3 separate regions of the Mus musculus genome follow, and all the other regions are linked to region 1. Evidence: chromatin contacts called from public ChIA-PET and HiChIP or PLAC-seq data. All regions are on one chromosome and are shown on one strand. Each heading gives the region's core, a stretch centred on a gene start, on an enhancer-like site or on the middle of the called end of the contact. The rest is flanking DNA. Distances are from core to core; before and after follow the strand shown. Region 1 has its middle 34 kb from the start of Abracl. Region 2 overlaps Ect2l (epithelial cell transforming sequence 2 oncogene-like). Region 3 overlaps Ect2l (epithelial cell transforming sequence 2 oncogene-like).

Region 1 (3,757 bases), core at 927-3,426:
CCCCGAATACTAGATCTGAGTGAGCGAGTCTTTTTTTGTTACAGTTAAGCAACAATGGATAAAAAAAATTAACTGGACAATGGACCCTTGGATTACATCTGACTTACTGAATTATTTAATTTTGATCTATGTTTAAACTACAATATTTTAAAACAGTGTTTAAAAACAGTGTTAATGTTGATATATTTCCTACAAAATACAGGAGTATGTTACTCCTTTGTGTATTGTGGGTGTCCCTGGACAGGACTCTCTCTGACTTTCTGTCTTTGTCTTTTATCATGCTCAATCTGCCCCCAGTTTTGCTCCCTCTTCAGAGTTGCCTGACCTGGAGTTCTACCCCAGTACCTTCCTTGGGCTCCATTACTGTTTCCCCAGTCCAGGTTTGTGTCGTATGTCCACACCTTGAGTTCTTGCCCATTGTCCTCTGTTCAGAATAAGGCCATAGCCATGTTCAATGATATCTTGGCTTCATCTATTACTACTGGCATCCCTTTCTCCCTTCGTGGGCCCCAACCTGCCAGCCTTCACCTTGCTGTGGGAAGAAAGGTCCCCTGAAAGAGTCCCTCTAACACCTGTATTTAAAGACACCCAAATTGCTTGTCACTTCCTCAGTAAAAGTCTGAGTTCTTTTTTCATTTTTGTCCCCTTGCAGCCTCAGAGTGGCAGGCAAGACCCAATCCACAGGGTCCCCTTTGCATCATCAGAGTCTATGCTTGCACAATCTGCCAGAGTTCTAGGACCTCTGCTGCACCTCTCACGACTTCACATGCTTCCTCTGTGTGCACTTCATTTTGTCTGAAGCAATTCGAATTCTTGGTTTACTTCTTAAAACGAAAATAGAAATCGAAGTTGCAATACTTAAAAAAAAAAGATTTCTGGGTAGACAGTGGTGATGATTACCTTTAGTCCCAGCACTAGGGAGGCAGAGGCAGAGGCAGGTGGATCTCTGGAAATTTGGGGCCCGCCTGATCTGCGGAGCACGTTCTAGGACAGCCAGGGCTGAGAGAAACCCCGTCTTGAAAACCAAAAACCAACCAACCAGCCAGCCAGCCAACCAAACAAACAAAAGATGTCTCGATTTTCTTAAAATAAAAACTGACCAGAGATCTGGTAGTGTTGGGGCAGGGTTATTCAGGACAAACCCCCGACAGGAGGAAAGTAATGGTAGTTTTGGTATTGTTTCCCAATTCACAGGAGCCACACCTCTGGTGGCTTCCCTTCTATGCCATGAGCACTGTCCTCTGAGCTAATTGTATATTCTGACATAGCTCGTAACTGTCATCTGGCCAGGGCTATGACCCAGTGTCTGCCGCTTGGGCCTTAAGGGCTTTCTTTCTGTCATCCTCATAGCCAGGATGATGCAGGCTGCCAGGTACGTGAGTGGAGTTACCTAGTGGTTTCCACAGGGTTTGGAGGAGAAAGGTGCCATTTCCCAGCGATTCGCAGTCATATTTCCCTCTCTTCGCTACCAGTTTGCTACTCCTTCCTTCCTTCCTTCCTTCCTTCCTTCCTTCCTTCCTTCCTTCCTTCCTTCCTTCCTTCCTTCCTTTCTCCTGTTTCCACCTTTCATTTCCTTCTTCCTTCTTTTCCTTTGCTTTCCCTTCCTATTCCTTGCCTTACCTCGTCCTGCCCCCGCCCCTCTCTCCTCTCTCTCTTTCTCATTTTCTCCATTTACCCCGTCTTCCTGTCATCCTGGCTTCAGGACTGTGTCACCAGCAAGACAGAGAGAGCAGGTCTTCTCAGCCTCCCTACTCCTAGGCTGAGAAGCTGGGCAGGGCCAGTGAGGTGCTGGCTGGAAGAGGGCATGGGAGGCAGGGGGGGGGAGCCACTCCCCCTCCTTTTCTAACCCCCCCCCCCCCTTGCCGATCTCTTCTCTTCACAAAGAAGGTAAATTGGGAGGAATATTTGGCATGAGGTTAATTCTCTCCTTTCTCCTTCTTGCTCCTTTCAGCTTTCTGAGCACTTCACTGAACTTCTTCCTCTCACTGTTTGCATGTATTTCCCGTAATCTTCCGAGGTTCTTGTTCCCAGAGAGGACCATGCAGGGACTGACCTCAGGGACTGTGCTAGCGGGGAGGGTGTGCTGTTGATGGCTCTGGAAGGCAGGAGGGTAACCAAGTCCCACCAGGCACTGAAGGGGAAGTCCTTTCTGACCCAACCTGACCAGTGGCAGGTTCGTGTTATTTGTGTCAAGGCAAATGCTTTCAGTTTCTTTATGTATTTTCTGCCCCTTTCTTGGCACAGTGTACGTTTTTGCGGGTACATCTTAATTGAGTAACTTATATGCTAGTTAAAAGGAAGTGCCCAACCAAGTTAAGGAAGGGAGTTCTCAAGATTAGTCTTCTTTAAATTAGTATACATGCCAGGGTTTTTAGAAATTAAAGAAAGAATCTTAAAATAGATACTAGGTTGTTGCACCTTGCTAATAAGGTTGTGTCCTACCATGTCCAGACAGGTTTCCTGAGTCAATGCAAGACAGAACACTCCCTTTTCTTAGTGGGACTTCTTCTTCTCCATCTGATCTGGGGAGCCCAACCCACACTTAACCTGAGGAATGTCACATCATCCTTGGTGAAATTACAGGTTCAACTTCTTGGAATGCCTCTCCATGTAAAGGTATTCCCCAGCCTCAGCCGATGAAACTTCACCCTAAGAAGAACCTTTCTCACTCTCTGAGGTTCATAAATATAGCCCTGGCTTACCCCAAATAACTGTACGTGTACAAGCTCACCTTGAATAAAGGTATATGCATGAGCTGAGATCATCTTAGCTGTTTCTTCTTAGATGGGTGGAGAAGGCCTTTGTCTAAACGAGCTAGCTGTAACACTGAGATCCTTGGAGAAGCCCAGCTCCCTGTACTCACTCTCAGTGGACCTGCAGAGCCCATTCTGAACTCCATTTAATCCTTCCAGCCTGGTGTGAAGCCGTGTCTGGACACGCTGAGAGCGAGGAAATGGAGGAACCACAGCTGGACCCCAACATGCATACCACACTAAGGCTGGCAAAATAGCTCAGCAGGCAAAGGTGCTTGCCCAGAGGAAGGGCAACCAGAGTTCGATCCCGGGACCCACAGGGTGGATGGAGAGAACTGACTCCTGAAGGTTGTCATCTGACCTTCATGTGCGAGCTGCAGGATGTGCACATATATGCACACATGAATGTAAAAAGCAAAAATTGTGAGAGGACACAGTTCTGTGGTAGAACACTTATGTAACACACCCAAAACACTGGGTCTCTCTAGCACTGAGGCGAGGGAGGAGCTAAATACAGAGGAAGCCACATCTGTGATATATCCCAAGGCTGTTCACTTATACAGCCCATAGCCACATACCCCAAAACTCAAGTCATCCTGCTTTCCCCCCAATATAATCTCTACCCATGAGCAAAACACAAAGCAGACATTCTGTGTCCTTGTCAGAGCGATTTTATGAGATTAAACCAAAAGGGTCGAAGACAAATCAGCTTTAACAAGTCAGTTGGTCTCAAAGAGTTCTAATGTGCGAGAACCAATCATGAAAAAGGTCAAACCATTTCCTTGGTTTATAAACAGTGTGGTAACGTTGTGAACCAGGTTCCTAACATTTTGGTTTGTGCTCTCCTATTTTGCAGACTAATTTGCATGTGTGTGTGTTTGTGTGAAGATTAAATTTGTACGATTTTAAATTGTGATGCAGTTTTATTTTGGGATCAACAAAGCTACAGGATCCACTCATAATTATACCAGCTATGAAATTACAGTTTGGGTTATAATTAATAT
Region 2 (3,757 bases), core at 664-3,163, 200 kb before region 1:
GCTTCTTAAACCATCCCTCTGGCCAGTCTTCCTCCTTTTAACAGGAAGTGTCTTTATCCCTCCCTTATGAAGTTTCTCCAGGACATGACACTCATGTTTCAGCAGGCCTCAAGGTTCCTGCTGGTGTCTACTTTTCTGCCCCGCCCCCTCCTCCCCCCCCCCCCCCACCTGCTTGACTAAATTGACCTTTGAAGGCCGCTGGGCTGTTTGTCTCTGTCACACTTGGAGACACCTTCGAGGGCTGTGAATTGCTCTCCTTGCTGCACTGGTGAGACCGGTTTTAAATTGCTTCTGCACAGCTGCGTCTGCTGCTGCGTTGCCTTCTTACAAAGGCCTTTCATTCCAGAATTGGAGAAGTTTAAACTTGTAGCCTTCTTGGGTGGGTGTGGCAACATTCATGCAACTGCGTTTTCGGGCGGTGGGGGAGGGGAGGGACAGAAGAAAGAAGGAAGGTCACGAGTAACCCAAGAGATCTTACGTCTGGTCACCCGTCTTCACCAGAGCAGAATGGACGTGGGGGTGGGCAGGGGCAGGACAACGCACGCATCCCTGTATACTAAGAACACCCATGTCCTCTCTAATCCACTCACTTACTCTTTCCGTGTGGCCCCTGCAAGCCGTTGGGTGAGGAAATCTCACTTGGTGTAGTCTGTCAAGAAACCTGGCTGTGAAGTTTTTCAGAGACAACATACTTCCAGCTTCAATTAGAGCCCAGCGCAGCAGCATCTCCTTGAGTTTGGAAACTCATTTTAAAGGAGAGCATTTGCACGTGGCAATGGGACGTTGTTTTAAGAACAAGCATCGCCCAGGGATGGTATAACACCAAAGCAGAACGAGAACAGACTCTTCAGGACCTTGCTAGCGCCATCACTGCTGTGGGCTTTGTCACCAGGGAAGGATGCGACTTGAACTGAAGACATGGGCAAGGTAAAAATTCTAGCCAAGGACAGAGCAGAGTGGCTGGAAATCACCATGAGGCGAGGGGATTCTGTCTAAACGAAGCTAGCAGGCTCCTGCTGGAGACAGGCAGAAGATCAGACACCTTCCCTCCCCTCTTCCTCCAAACACCGAAGGATCAGGAACCCGATCAGATTTCCAGGGTGATCAAGTATCAAGCGTTGGGATTTGTTCTGAAATGACTTAGCAATGTTCTTTGCTAAGACTAGATTCTACCAAGGAGCCCACCCAGATGGACAAAGGAGAAGGCTCGGGAGCTGAGAAGGTAGAACTTTGTCAGAAAAGGAGCAGGCAGTGTTCAGAGACAAGGCGTACCTCTGTACTGCCAACTATTGTATCTGGACAGGCAGAGAGTCTGGAAGTTTGGGTCATTTTGTCTCTTCCTTCCCACTAAGGACCATGTTCTGAGCATCCGCCAACGCTCTACACCATTAGAGCAATCATAAAATATCCTCATTCACGGCTGAGACGTTTTGTAGGGATTGATGAAGCTATTAAAAAACCTGCAAGTTTATTTATCTATATTTATTTTATATATATATGGGTATGTTTACCTGCATATATGTTTGTGTACTACAAATGTGTATTGCCTTCAGAGGTCCCAAGAGGGTATTGAATCTTCTGGGACTGGAGTTACAGGCATTTGTGAGTCACCACGTAGGTGCTGGGAACAGAGCCTGTCCCTTTGTAAAAGCACTCAGAGCCCTTAACCACTGAGCCATCTCTCTAGGCTCCTCCCAAACAAGAAATGGTTAAGTTTAAAAGCAAAGGGGAAACCAGACTCCTGAAGCTGTCGTGTAGGGGGAGAGGTGGAGACCAGTGGACGTGTTAAGCAAGTCTTGCATGGAAGTTCTCAGTCCCTACATTCTCAGTGGCTCAGTTCTATTGTGTTTAAAGTCTCCCTGAATCACGTAGAACCACCACACACGTGATGTTATCACCTACGGTACCTTGTTTGTCTAAACTGCTCTTATGTCGAGAGCTAGCCGCAGTACATCTCCAGTGTACAGGAGAGTGTGATTGATGTGGAAGGCAGGAAACTGTTGTGGGAAATATTTAAAAGAATGGCAAGTTCCCGAGCTACACCCAGCTACTCTCCGCCCTGTGGTCTCGAGCCGCCTCTAGCTAGGCAGTCTTCCCTTCTTCAGTTTGCCAGCCTCCTAGCCTCCTGTACCTTCTCAGCCATAAACCCCTGTGGCTGATGGTCCCAAATTCCAGTAACCCAGTAAATCAAAACTCTAGAATCTTATAATGAATCAGTCAGATTTATATATCAATACATTCTCAATTCACAAGATGCCCACACAGTAATTTCAGAGACAATTAATGATACAAGCGGTCCACCTAGATTAGACAAATTACCCCAGTTATTCTATCCTCCTCTTATAGTCACAGCTACCTGTGGCTACTTAAAGCCACACAGAATCTGGATCGTCTTCCTCCTGCTCCATCTTCCTTCCTTCCTCTACCTGTCTCCTCCTTCTCTGTCTCTGCAACTCTTATGTCTCTTTTCCATGTCCAATCACAGGCTTCTTGTTGTACTAATATATACAGTGATAGGACAGGGAAAATTCTGCTACGGAAATCGTCCCTTGTCTCTTCTCCATTTCCACCGAGGCTTTACATACTTCATTACCTTCCCACCAGAGCCATTCTGTTGTTTCTCTTTTCTCTGCCCACAATCCCACTCTGGTATTAAATGCCCGAGTATTGCTGATTACTGCACACCCAGGGGCCTGAAGGTTGAAGGCATCTCAGGATTGGATTGAATTCATTCCTGAGAGTGTTTGGTGGAAGAGAGGCCCTTTTGACAGTAATTCTGCCCAAGAGATGTTAGCAATGTCTGCAGAGTTTCTCGGGGTGCTTCCCCCCCCCCATCTTATACTTTAGCAGGAGCGTAAGGATGTGCATGGGCCCTCTCCCACCCCATGGTCTCTGTTGTGTGAAGATTTATTGCTCAAATTAGTCCTTGGGGAAAACATTTCAGGGGACAAGACGGAGGAGCACAGGTTGAGGATGACAAAGTTGAAATGTAGGAATCCTGGCCCCGTGATGACATCATCGAGTCCTAAGTTTTGAAGCTGCCCTGATTAGGGAGTCTAAGTTGTCTTGGGTCATCTGAGCTCTCCAGAATGAGGCAAAAAGCATTTAGCAGTCACACAGATGTGAAAGAGCCCATCAGACCCACACACGTTGTCCAAGGAGTTCATCAGAGCTACGAGCTTTCCTAAAACGACCACGTGCTTATTCTGTGCTTCTAACTTGACAGCAGCAGCAGCAGAATCTGCCCTAATGGCTGCTGCTTCGTCCATGGGAGTCAGGTCCGCAAACACTGAACAAGTGTGTCCCATCAGACTGAAGTTTGTAAAGCACAGATCGTGAGCCTTGATAGCCACTTTGGCTCAAGCAGCCTGGAATAGCGTTGAGGAAACGGTTGTCACCAAGTTCCCCAGGTGATCTGGTGCACAGCCAAGGACAACACACAGTAGAAGGCTCTGCGGGGCCCCAAGGCCCCTTCTGCCTGCTGATCTCTTCCTTCCTGGAGGCGTGAACGCTGGCTACACTGCTGCCCTGGCTTTGTAAGTGCCTTTTGCATCCCACAGTGTTGAGGTTACTTGTTGGTTTTTAGAATATACTTCATTATGTAGATGGCCCTAAACTTGATTGGAATAATTAAGGAGACTTTATTCCCGCATCACTGAAAATTCCAGGGATAGATCTGGTTGCAGTTGAAGCCTGGTTCCAGTAGTAAAGCTGGAGTTTGGTTTCTCTCTTTCTCTGCCTTTAGTATTGCCTTCGG
Region 3 (3,757 bases), core at 783-3,282, 150 kb before region 1:
CACCTACTAACCAGCTAGGGTCTTACCAGTGTTGTTGCTGGTAAGTCACCTACTAACCAGCTAGGGTCTTGCCAGTGTTGTTGCTGGTAAGTCACCTACTAACCAGCTAGGGTCTTGCCAGTGTTGTTGCTGACATGGAAGCGTCATTGTTTACCCTGGTTAGTTCTTTGTTTCCTTGAAAACATCCCTTAAAGAAAGGAACAACCCACCAACTATGTAAACGTATTAAAGGGAGATCCAGTTGGTAGATTTTTTTTTCCTGGTAACTATGATGTGGACTCAAAAGAAGTTGATTTAAATGATGAAGACGGGGAGAACACCAACATGGACATGACCCCACGATTTTCCATGACAGGTCATCATTTAAAGAAAGGACACATACTCACGAAGGTTTGCAGGGTTTTAAAAATGTCTTCTCCCATGGGCCAATACTGACCACACCATCCCTTTCCTCTTCTCTGTCTACTCTCTCCCCTCCATCCCCTCTCCCCCAGACCCACTCGTCCACTTCCCTTCAGAAAAGGGCAGGCCTCCCAGGGACCAAAGGCAGCATACCAAGTTGCAATAAGACTAGGCCAGGATGTGGTGACAAAGGGCAGAGGGGCTGTTGGGGAAAAACTGGGCTCTGAGAAGTGTGGCTGGTGGCTGGTGGGGAGTCTTACTTGAGGTACCATAGATGTTGGCCAGGAGATGGGGGGAGGGGATACTGTTGGAGGAAAGCTGAGTGGGGTCTGAGGAAGTGTTGCATGTCTGTGGGCAGGATCTGACCTGGGGTTCTGGATACTGCAGTGGCTTCTGGTAGAGCAGGGGGCTTCTATTTGAGTTGTGGGCCAGGATAGGTCTGCAGTTTTTAATTGGCACACCCACTCACAGTCCAGCTCTGAAAGCTGACTGTAGTCAATCGATGCAATGTGCTCTGCTCTGAGCTGAAGCTTTCAGAGCGGGATGCTGAAAGGTACAACATGCAAGCACAATTTTGGCTTCATAGTTGTTTTCCTTCCTTTTCCTAAGACTCCAAAGTTGATGTTAGTATCCACAGTTTTACACATGAACACCTGAATGAGAAAAACTAAGTGGCTTACCTAAGGAGAGAGAGAAGAAAGTGTGAGCTCTGCAGCCTTGAGCTCACACATAGAGATCTTTATAGCCCCATCATACCTAGGCTGGGTCCAGGGCTCATTTTGGCCTTAGGACATGGCTTCTTATGCTCCAAACAAATGATCACTAGGAACCAGCCATCTTCCCTTAGGACAATCCCTTTTTTGGGTCTCTTCCACCTCCTTAAACACGTTGTCCTTTGCTGAGGGCCCCAGTCATTAAATTTCTCATGAATCCTTGATGTTTCTGCAGGAGAGGAAGCTCCAGATGAACTCAGTAGAGACACGAGCCCAAGTTGTGAGGGAGCTTGTGCAGAGCGAGAGACGGTACGTGCAGATGCTGCGAATTGTGCAGGACGTGTACGCCAAGCCCCTGAGGGCAGCGCTCTCCTCAAACAGAGCCATTCTGAGTGCTGCCAATATCCACATCATTTTTTCTGACATTCTGCACATCTTAAACCTCAACAGGTAAGCCCTAAAGATGGCGTCTTTAACAAAACAGTACTCCCCTAGATGAGGGAAGAGCAAACTTTGTTTCCAAAGCTCCACTATGGTCCAGCAGCTCTCTATCTTCTTGGGGATCCCTTCACCTGAAAGAGCAGAGAGGCTCCTTTGCATGTCCTCTGACAGCTACAGCCAGCAGATGGCTTCCAGTGCCACTCCAGCCCCAGGTTACAGTATGTGAAAGAAAAATAATCGATGCCTCAGCATTCAGTAAGCAATAAACCGCTCCCATGAAAGTCCGTGGGCAAGAGTCAATAATGTCTAATTGAATGGGCCAGGAGCAAAAGGATTCGATGGCTACTCTGCTTTTCCATCGTGGGTTTTCTACATCTGTTGAGAGATTAAGAAAAACAACAGTGTCTACCTATCGTGAGTGAGATGAGCCCAGAGCTAGTCACAGTCAATTTCCGCAGATCTGGAGAGATAGTTTGCCACTTCCTGGGCCCCCGCTGTGACTCAGTGAGAAGGCTGATGGAACATCTCTCAGTTTTTATGACCTAGAGTAGCTAAGAAGGTCACCTTGGATCTGTTGAGTGTGTGGGCTGTATGTAAGCTATGGTTCTTGGCCTTGAAGCTTTAAAAAGTGCCATTCTCCTCAGAAGACTGTGAGAATGTCCATGGCCCTGGCTCTCCGAGGGTCGGAAGCTGGATTAGGACCCAAGGAGTTAAGGTAAAAGATGGGATCCTGGACAGCCAACCTCTTCCCTCATTCTGCCCAGATCCCATCCTATCAAATGCACACTGTTCTGTGGTCAATGGGTCAAAAGAAAGCCCTACCACAAAAGACTAAGCAGAAAAGCCTACACTAATGAATTCATGGCTTAAGTTTGGGAGACTTTCAACAGGCCCCTATTTCAAGATACAAACTTCTCATATTGTAGAGAGTTTCTAGATAACCTACGAGACAGACTACAGGAATGGAGCCCAGCTCACTGTGTGGGAGAAATATTCATAAAGTTTGGAAGCCAGCTGAACATATATACCAATTTCTTCAACAATTATCCAGTTGTTCTGAAAACCATCGAAAAGGTAAGTGGTTGCACTATTTCCACCTAATCCTGTATAACCCAAAGGCCTGAGATAAGTGGGAAGGACTGCTTTTCAGCTCTCCCCCATCCTCCCCCCACTCCCACCCCCCTGGACTTTGAGTTTCTTGAGAACAGGGACCTTGAAGTAGGGGCTAATACAGTGGTGGACACACAGCAGTGCTCAGGAACCAGTAGTTGTGCTCCAGCTACCCACTGCCAAGTTTTCATGGACCCTAGCCAGGTGGGTCACAGTGTCATGTCATGTCACAGTGACAGGGCATTGAAAACATAAGCTGAAGCATGATTGTGAGCTCAGAATCCTCTCTGCCACTACAATACCAGGGCACACAAGCTCGGCTCGATGGACAACTTGATTAAGACACTTGACCTTGAGGACAAGAATTAGAGAAAACAGTATTACCAGAAACAAACTGGTGGCAAACGTATTATAGCTACGGTAAATACCGCTACCTACTTCATTAGCAAAGTGAGAGCAGTCAGCTCTTCAGTACATTTAGCTGTGGCAGCTATTATTATTATCAACACCAAGAATCTTCTTAAGCCCTTAATTGTTTACAGGTATAAATGGCCTTGCTCTGAAATGTTCTTGGAGCGTGAGATCAGTAAATCTTTGACTCAGACATTAGCAACATTGACATGTTTTAGACATGTACATACCGAGTAGTAGCACATGATTTCGAGTAGGTACACCAGTGATGATGATGGAGTACAATTGAAATGGATATTAAATAGAGTGGAACACTTTTGGAATGTCACTCTGAAAAACATGAATGACTGAAGCATTACAGGTGACTATCAACGATAGTCAAAGTCTTACAGAAATGACCAGGTTTGTTGCATGGCAGGCAATGTCTGGGTAGGACTCTGTCCCACACTGTGAGCTTAGTCTTCTACCCGTTTTCCAGATGAGAAAGTTAGGTAACCCCACAAGGTCATCTACTCGATTTATTCTAGCTCTAATCCAACCCCACCTTAATTATAAATCTCTAACTACTTCCCTCTATTGATTAAGTTAATGGATATGGTTAGATCTGTGGTATAATTAAAATACAAGAGTTAATATTTTAGAACACATGAATAGTATTGAAACTTAGATTAGACGGAGGG

What was found. ChIA-PET counts read pairs in DNA pulled down with a chosen protein or histone mark. HiChIP or PLAC-seq counts read pairs in DNA pulled down with a chosen protein or histone mark.
Region 2: a BATF HiChIP or PLAC-seq map of CD8 T cells shows a contact between it and region 1, with 7 read pairs. The contact joins two enhancer-like sites. A contact is called at or near these places in 1 of 484 Hi-C or Micro-C datasets (the G1E-ER4 cell line), 6 of 115 datasets of contacts at active chromatin or transcription factors (CD8 T cells, bone marrow-derived macrophages, effector CD8 T cells and 3 more) and 1 of 9 other capture datasets (embryonic stem cells).
Region 3: a contact with region 1 is called in an RNA polymerase II ChIA-PET map of memory CD8 T cells, with 36 read pairs. The contact joins two enhancer-like sites. A contact is called at or near these places in 1 of 115 datasets of contacts at active chromatin or transcription factors (memory CD8 T cells) and 2 of 9 other capture datasets (adipose tissue and pancreatic islet).

The regions. Positions count from the first base shown.
Region 1 is chr10:17,987,725-17,991,481 of GRCm38.p6, reverse strand. No RefSeq gene overlaps it. Among named protein-coding and RNA genes, the nearest start is that of Abracl, 34 kb to the left of the region's middle. Within about 2 kb of position 2,176, at least 76 of the 459 cell types and tissues checked have an H3K27ac peak or open chromatin away from gene starts, as enhancers often do. A contact at or near this core is called in CD8 T cells, effector CD8 T cells and memory CD8 T cells, where this site is marked.
Region 2 is chr10:18,191,562-18,195,318 of GRCm38.p6, reverse strand. The region is part of intron 3 of Ect2l (epithelial cell transforming sequence 2 oncogene-like); the gene reads left to right. Among named protein-coding and RNA genes, the nearest start is that of Ect2l, 17 kb to the left of the region's middle. Within about 2 kb of position 1,913, at least 44 of the 459 cell types and tissues checked have an H3K27ac peak or open chromatin away from gene starts, as enhancers often do. A contact at or near this core is called in CD8 T cells, effector CD8 T cells and memory CD8 T cells, where this site is marked.
Region 3 is chr10:18,140,701-18,144,457 of GRCm38.p6, reverse strand. It overlaps Ect2l (epithelial cell transforming sequence 2 oncogene-like), which reads left to right. Exons shown (of 22, transcript NM_001370991.1): 15 at 1,351-1,565; 16 at 2,483-2,630. Among named protein-coding and RNA genes, the nearest start is that of Ect2l, 68 kb to the left of the region's middle. Within about 2 kb of position 2,032, at least 29 of the 459 cell types and tissues checked have an H3K27ac peak or open chromatin away from gene starts, as enhancers often do. A contact at or near this core is called in memory CD8 T cells, where this site is marked.